Regions from separate parts of the Mus musculus genome. Here region 1 is linked to region 2. The links are chromatin contacts, called in public HiCAR-type maps. All regions are on one chromosome and are shown on one strand. The core of a region is the stretch at or near the end of the contact, and the rest is flanking DNA. Distances in the headings are between cores, read along the strand shown.

Evidence for each region. HiCAR-type assays count read pairs that join an accessible place to other places.
Region 1: a contact with region 2 is called in a HiCAR-type map of astrocytes, with 3 times the contacts expected there. The contact joins two enhancer-like sites. A contact is called at or near these places in 3 of 15 datasets of contacts at CTCF or cohesin (CD8 T cells, large pre-B cells and pro-B cells), 5 of 484 Hi-C or Micro-C datasets (cerebral cortex, cortical neurons, muscle stem cells and 2 more) and 3 of 115 datasets of contacts at active chromatin or transcription factors (CD8 T cells, astrocytes and neural progenitor cells).

The regions. Positions count from the first base shown.
Region 1 is chr1:21,828,381-21,831,604 of GRCm38.p6, forward strand. All of the region lies in intron 1 of Kcnq5 (potassium voltage-gated channel, subfamily Q, member 5), which reads right to left. Among named protein-coding and RNA genes, the nearest start is that of Kcnq5, 130 kb to the right of the region's middle. Within about 2 kb of position 1,756, at least 92 of the 459 cell types and tissues checked have an H3K27ac peak or open chromatin away from gene starts, as enhancers often do. A contact at or near this core is called in astrocytes, cortical neurons and neural progenitor cells, where this site is marked.
Region 2 is chr1:21,409,967-21,413,261 of GRCm38.p6, forward strand. All of the region lies in intron 11 of Kcnq5 (potassium voltage-gated channel, subfamily Q, member 5), which reads right to left. Among named protein-coding and RNA genes, the nearest start is that of Khdc1b, 28 kb to the left of the region's middle. Within about 2 kb of position 1,420, at least 71 of the 459 cell types and tissues checked have an H3K27ac peak or open chromatin away from gene starts, as enhancers often do. A contact at or near this core is called in astrocytes, cortical neurons and neural progenitor cells, where this site is marked.

The DNA.
Region 1 (3,224 bases), core at 506-3,005, 420 kb after region 2:
CACACGTGCACATATATATTTTTGAGTGGGTACTACATGCAAGTCAGAGGAAAACCTGGCCTTCTACCCTGTTAGTTTCTGATCTTCACAGCTGCATGAACCAGTCTAGCTGGCTTGTGAGCCTCCAGAGATTTATCTTATCTTTGTCTCCTGTCTTGCTGTATAAGCACCAAAATTATGGACATGAACACTCATGCTGGCTTTTATGTAAATTGGAGATTCGAACTTGGGTCTGCCAGTTTTCACGGCAATTATTTTACCCACTGAGCTATCTATTTTTAGATTTATAAGAACTAAAAAGTAGAGTAAGGGATGCATTTCTTGGCTATTGCCCTAACAGAGCTGTAGCAGTGAGCCACATATGGGACCCATAACCTGTCCTCCATGGGCCTCACTGAGAAAACAAAGACTCAAACAAACAGAAATTTTAAAAAGAAAATTTAAAATACAATGTGGAAACATGAGGTTTTCTTACTCTAGGTTTGTTTCTGAATAAGCAGCATACTGGGATAGCTTCTTTTTTTTTTTTTTTTTTTTGAGCTGTCACATATTAGTGCTTTGCAACTCAATTTTATTTAAAGACATAATTGCTATAAAATTTAAAAAAAAGTTGCAGTTGCTGCTGAAAAATTATCTTTAGGAACTATGAGTAAAATAACTAACTATGCAAGGAAACGAACTGAAGAAAACTCATTATCCTTTAATTATAGAATTACAAAAGTATGACTCTAACCTTCCAAATTTGCTATGTATAGGATGATTACATGTGACCCATATGGAAGACTTTGCAGCCTGTTAAAGAGCACATTGATAAGCTAATTATTATAATGTAGCTTAGAAAACACACTTCTAAGAAGAATACAAACGGGCAAAATAAATGGAAGAATTAACACTTTACTTTTAAAATTAGCATTATTAAATCAATTTAATTCCATACTAAAACTATTTGCAAAACAATTTGCAATTTTATTCTATTCTTCAATTTTACCATTAAAAATGTTAAAATTGTTATTCTGGCATTTGTTAAATCACAATCATAAGATTCTCCAAGAATCTTATACAACAATAATGTATATCTCAATAATGAAATATACAACAGCAATTATTTTAGTTCTTAATTAAGTTTTTGAAATTTTACCTGTAATTTAAAGTAAGAAAAATTAGACTGCTCAAAAGTAAACATCACACAGTTAAATTCCATTTGGATCTTACAGCCTTTAATTCTCTTAGCTCCCAAGGACTTAATAAACACACCCAAAAGAGGTACTACCTTCAAAAAGACCAATGCAAAGAACTGTGATATGCATGGTAGACAAATACTCAGTGCTGATAATATAAAAAGCAAAAATTTGGTTGTAGACTAGAGTCGACCACCAGCACAAACAGGCAACATGAAGCAAGTTGCCACAGGCTCCTCTTTCCCTAAAACGTTTCTAGCAAAGCATTTGAAGCACGCACAGACTGCTGATAAACACAGTGCCTTTGTGGTTTACTCTATATGTTTCTACATTAGAAATATCGGGCAGGAGCCATTTGACCGATAGGAACTGGGAAAAAAATTAACATCTGCCCTTTGTAGTCCTCAGGGTTTCCATGGGAATTCTGTCTATATTAGCTTTGGCAGAGGATGGTAGCTATTTTTAGAGGATCTGAAAGTAACTACGAATGCCTTTCACTTTTGTTTCAAAGCTGAGCTGTTGATTGGCCCCTCACCTCACACACACTAATAGACAGACTTCTGAGAACTGTATTTGGCTTTGCATGGATTCGACTCAAAATAACAAGCTGAGTCACCAACTCCTTTCCCACATGGTTTGGGTGCTGATAGGACTGTCCTTTTAATTAGCTGTAATTGTTCCTAAGACTTTACCCAGGAGGCCTTGCTCCACCATCTCTTCGACATAAATGTGGAATGCTAATGGATCTCTTCCCCTAGAGCCTTGCCCGGTACTTCCTGAATGGGTGCACTTGGTTTATTAATGAAAGTTACCAACTACAGGCCAAGCCCAGCAGTGCACATTGTCATCGCTGAGAGAAAGCATGGCACTGGCACTGGGAAAGCAGCTGCCTCCTCTGTTCGTTTATGAACTCATTCTCTCAAGACCTCTGCGTTACGCTGGGGCTCAAGTGCTGAGTGCTTCTGTATGTTCTGTTCAGTAATATCTGTACCTTCTGTCCAACTTCTCCTCGTTTCTTCTCATATTATATGCCGGAGATTCCCCACCGTAGAACAAGGAAAAGGGAGGCTAGAGAAGGCCTGTGTGCCTGTGTATGTGAAGTAATATTCCTTTGTCTCTCCTATAAGGAGCCAAGTATTCTACTAATAGGAATTAATCAGCTATTTCAGTTTGACTGACATATTTAAGGGTTACATTTCACTGAATTTTAAATACTGTGTGTAGTTATGTCCAGTTATCTGGTCTCTCTCGTGGAGGGCATCCATCTCTTAAGCAGTAGATGAGTAACACAGGAATAATGATATTTTCATTTAAACCATGATATTTTGCACCTGCGGGAGAGATGGGCTGGGATTAAACCATGTAAATTAGAAAGCCTGACTATCTATACACTGATATAACACAGTCCTCTAGGTATGCATTCATGTGATCTGGGAATGGATGCCTCTTCTAGAGACCAGTGTCCTGCGGTATTCTACATGATCCATAGTGGAACCTAAGTTTTTAAAAAACACTAAACAGGCAGATGTAGTATGAAGCTGAACTAATAATATATAGCCCTCCTTAACCATAACTGAACCCATCTCGAATTGAGCATTCCTTTTTCCACCAAAATAACCATTTAGTGATAATGTGAATGACAGAGAGACAGAGAGCAGAAAGAATGAAACTGATGTCCTAAAATGTATGGACCATAGTCTGTGCAGCTAGACCTCGTCCCTTTAGCTTCAAGGAAGAATGTCTGCACGGAGGTCATTTCTCTCCGAAGGTATTGGATTTCATGCAGCTAGAGGTGTTTCTCATTAATTAGTGTCTGGTTGGACAAACAAGGTTCTAATTTGAAATAGGAAAAACTGTGGTGTCTATATTTTACTTTGGTTTTAGGGTGTTTTGTCTAACATAAAGTTCTCGAAGGCCAAAGGTCTCTTCTCCTCACTTTCTAGCTTAAATGACTGTGTTCATAATTATTCACTGAGATTTCTGTCTATTTTCCTTGGTTTTAATTATTATATCTTCTAACTGATACTAAAGTCAGATAAAGCAAGT
Region 2 (3,295 bases), core at 170-2,669:
TGACCCCAAATTTGCACCAAATGAACTTTGGGTAAGAGTTTTGACTTAGCTGTTGTTTCCCATCCCTGCTTTAGATAAGAACTATGAGGGGTGGCCAAGAAACCAGGAATAAATGAAAGTCTATGAAATGGGTTGTCAAAGAGGTCAAAGACTTTGGGGGCCTCTTCCTTGTTTACCAAAAGAAGTGGTGATAGTTTGTGCATTATCTAGGGGTGGGGGAAATGTTTGGGGACATTGCCCCAGGTTAAAATTAGAGCCTTTAAAATATATTTAATAATTAGGGTGATGATAATATTAGACTGTACTTCTTAATACACTCGGAGAGAGGTGTATAATTACTTTGCAGATAAGGACCCGTAGTACAAAGAGAGGCCAAGTCGCTTGGCCCATACTTAAAGAACTATCAAGCATGGGATAGGAATGAGTCAGCTTGACTCCAGAGTTAAGCCCTTAATTATTATTATTTTTTTTATTATGTATTTTCCTCAATTACATTTCCAATGCTATCCCAAAAGTCCCCCCCCCCACTCCCCTACCCACCCATTCCCATTTTTTTGGCCCCGGGGTTCCCCTGTACTGGGGCATATAAAGTTTGCCTGTCCAATGGGCCTCTCTTTCCAGTGATGGCCGACTAGGCCATCTTTTGATACATATGCAGCTAGAGTCAAGAGCTCAGGGGTGCTGGTTAATTCATAATGTTGCACCTACAGGGTTGCAGATCTCTTTAGCTCCTTGGATACTTTCTCTAGCTCCTCCATTGGGGGCCCTGTGATCCATCCAATAGTTGACTGTGAACATCCACTACTGTGTTTGCTAGGCCCCGGCCTAGTCTCACAACAGACAGCTATATCACGGTCCTTGCAACAAACGCTTGCTAGTGTATGCAATGGTGTCATCGTTTGGAGGCTAATTATGGATGGATCCCTGGATATGGCAGTCTCTAGATGGTCCATCCTTTTGTCTCAGCTCCAAACTTTGTCTCTGTAACTCCTTCCATGGGTGATTGTTTCCAATTCTAAGAAGGGGCAAAGTGTCCACACTTTGGTGTTCGTTCTTCTTCAGTTTCATGTGTTTTGCAAGTACAATTTGCAAAGCCCTTAATTATTATACTCTCCTACTGTCTTAATACTTTGGTACTTTGACGTACTAGGGCCTTTTTCACTCACATAACAGGTGCAATAAACCATTGCCAAGTGAATGGCCTATTCTTAATGGCAATTCCTGGCTGGCCTTTGGGGGACAAAGAAAAGGCTGAGAAGTCAGTTATACTTAGTGGAGACTCTTCTTCACACGAACGAGTTGTATCACAGGGCTAATTAATGCAACAGACGATTCCTCAGGTCAGTGTCCTTGGATGCTGTTGGTAATCAAGAGGCGTGGAAAAAACGATCCTGTTGAACAAAACAGATGTACTCCACTAACACCACTAGAGGGTGCTGAAGATTCACCACAGACTCTGAATTGGCACCTCCTCCAGAAACTGGAGAAGCCTGCTCACACATTTTCTGAGAACTAAGGAACTACAGCAAAGTTAAACTCTGGGTAGAATATGTCTATAAATACACACAAACACATGTGTGCTTCTGAGGAGCTAAGGAAATGTAGGTGCATTTGTTGTGTTGCCACAAGTTATAAAATCTCACAAGAGTCTCCTTCCAGTAGCTCTAAATCAGGGTGAAGACATGAATATGCAGCGAGAAGAATCCTGAGAAAACAGAAGCAGCAGTGACTATTGCTGCCACCAACAGATGGATGGTCCGGCCAGCCGCCAAACCGTGCGTGGGGCAGAGAGGGCCCAACTGACTGTGAACTGAAGAGGCGTTTGATTGACTGTGAAGAGAGCACTATTACCCAAGCTTGGCTGCTCTTCGGAATCACCCAGGGAGCTTGGGCTCTGACTCTAATTCTGATTTAATTGGTCTGGGATACGACCCAGAGATTTTTGAATCTTTCTCCTCTTATTTTGAGACAGAATTTCACCATGTTGCCCATGCTGGATTTAAATTCTGAGACTCAAGTGGTCTGAGTACCTGGAAATACAGGCTGTGTAGCTGCCACACGAGACTAGGCATCAATACATACATATGCGTGCGCGCGCGCGCACACACACACACACACACACACACACACACACACACACTTTACTTTGTAGTGCTGTGGATTAAATCCAGGGATTTATGAATACCAGGAAAGTGCTTTTTAGAGCTACACTCCAAGCCGCAGAGATTTAATGACAACCTTGGTCTTGTTTGCCTGCTGTTGTGATAAACACCTGCTTGGATAGGAAATGGATAATTTCACCTTCTAGTCCACCACTGAAGGAAGCCAGTGTAAGACACAAGCCCCTTCAGCCACAGCACTTTCGGACTAGTAAGGCAGCTGGCAAGCAGACAGAAGGCAGCTGGGAGCACAGGTCAATATGAGAGTGCAGAGATGGAGAGTGTTCAGCTAGGCTGGAGGAAATAGTAGCACATGGTTTCTGGAGGTAACAGCCTGTCACAGGGATCCTGTATGTCCACCTCTAAGGCATCTGATCATATATTCCACTGTCTCTAAAATACATGTGCGGTTCCTCTCTGGACATTCTTCCTACTTTGTCTTGGATTCTTGAGGTCCTATGCTCAGCTCTTTTGTATGTCACAGCCTTTCTTCTGAGTTCAGAAAACTCCATTTTCTGATGTTTCAGTTGCCGTGAGAAATGCAGCCTCTAATAACTTTAAAATCAAGGATCCAGGGTGGTGGCGGCATATGCTTGTAGGCAAGCAGATCTCTGTGAGTTCAAGGTCATCCTGATCTACAATGTTCCAGGATAGCAAGGCCTACACAATGAAACCCTGTCTCGATAATAAAATAAATACAAAGAAAGAAAGAAGTCACAAGGACCCCATCCTGGCTTGGTGATGCTTATTCTTGAGTGATAGAGACACTGGATTGACAACCCAAGCCTACCCCAAATTTTCAATTTTTAGACCTTAACTCAAGTTTGGTAGTATTCATGGAGCACACCGAATAGGCAACCAGGTCAACATGATTTGGTAATTTTTGCTCCTCTTGTAAGCATATGTGTTGTTATTCATTATGGTATTTAGTGATATTGTTTTTTTGTTAATATATAAACATAATCAACAATATATACTTTTATTTGTAGGCTAAGTATTTGTTTTTTTTGAAGATCCTGTAAAACAAATTATAGAAACACTCACCTCCGACTCCTCAACTCTTCTTTCATCTCGGGCTGGGGGACTAGTTACTAGGGAAGGCTCAGAGACCTTAGATGGCCTGACTCAGTCTGTCT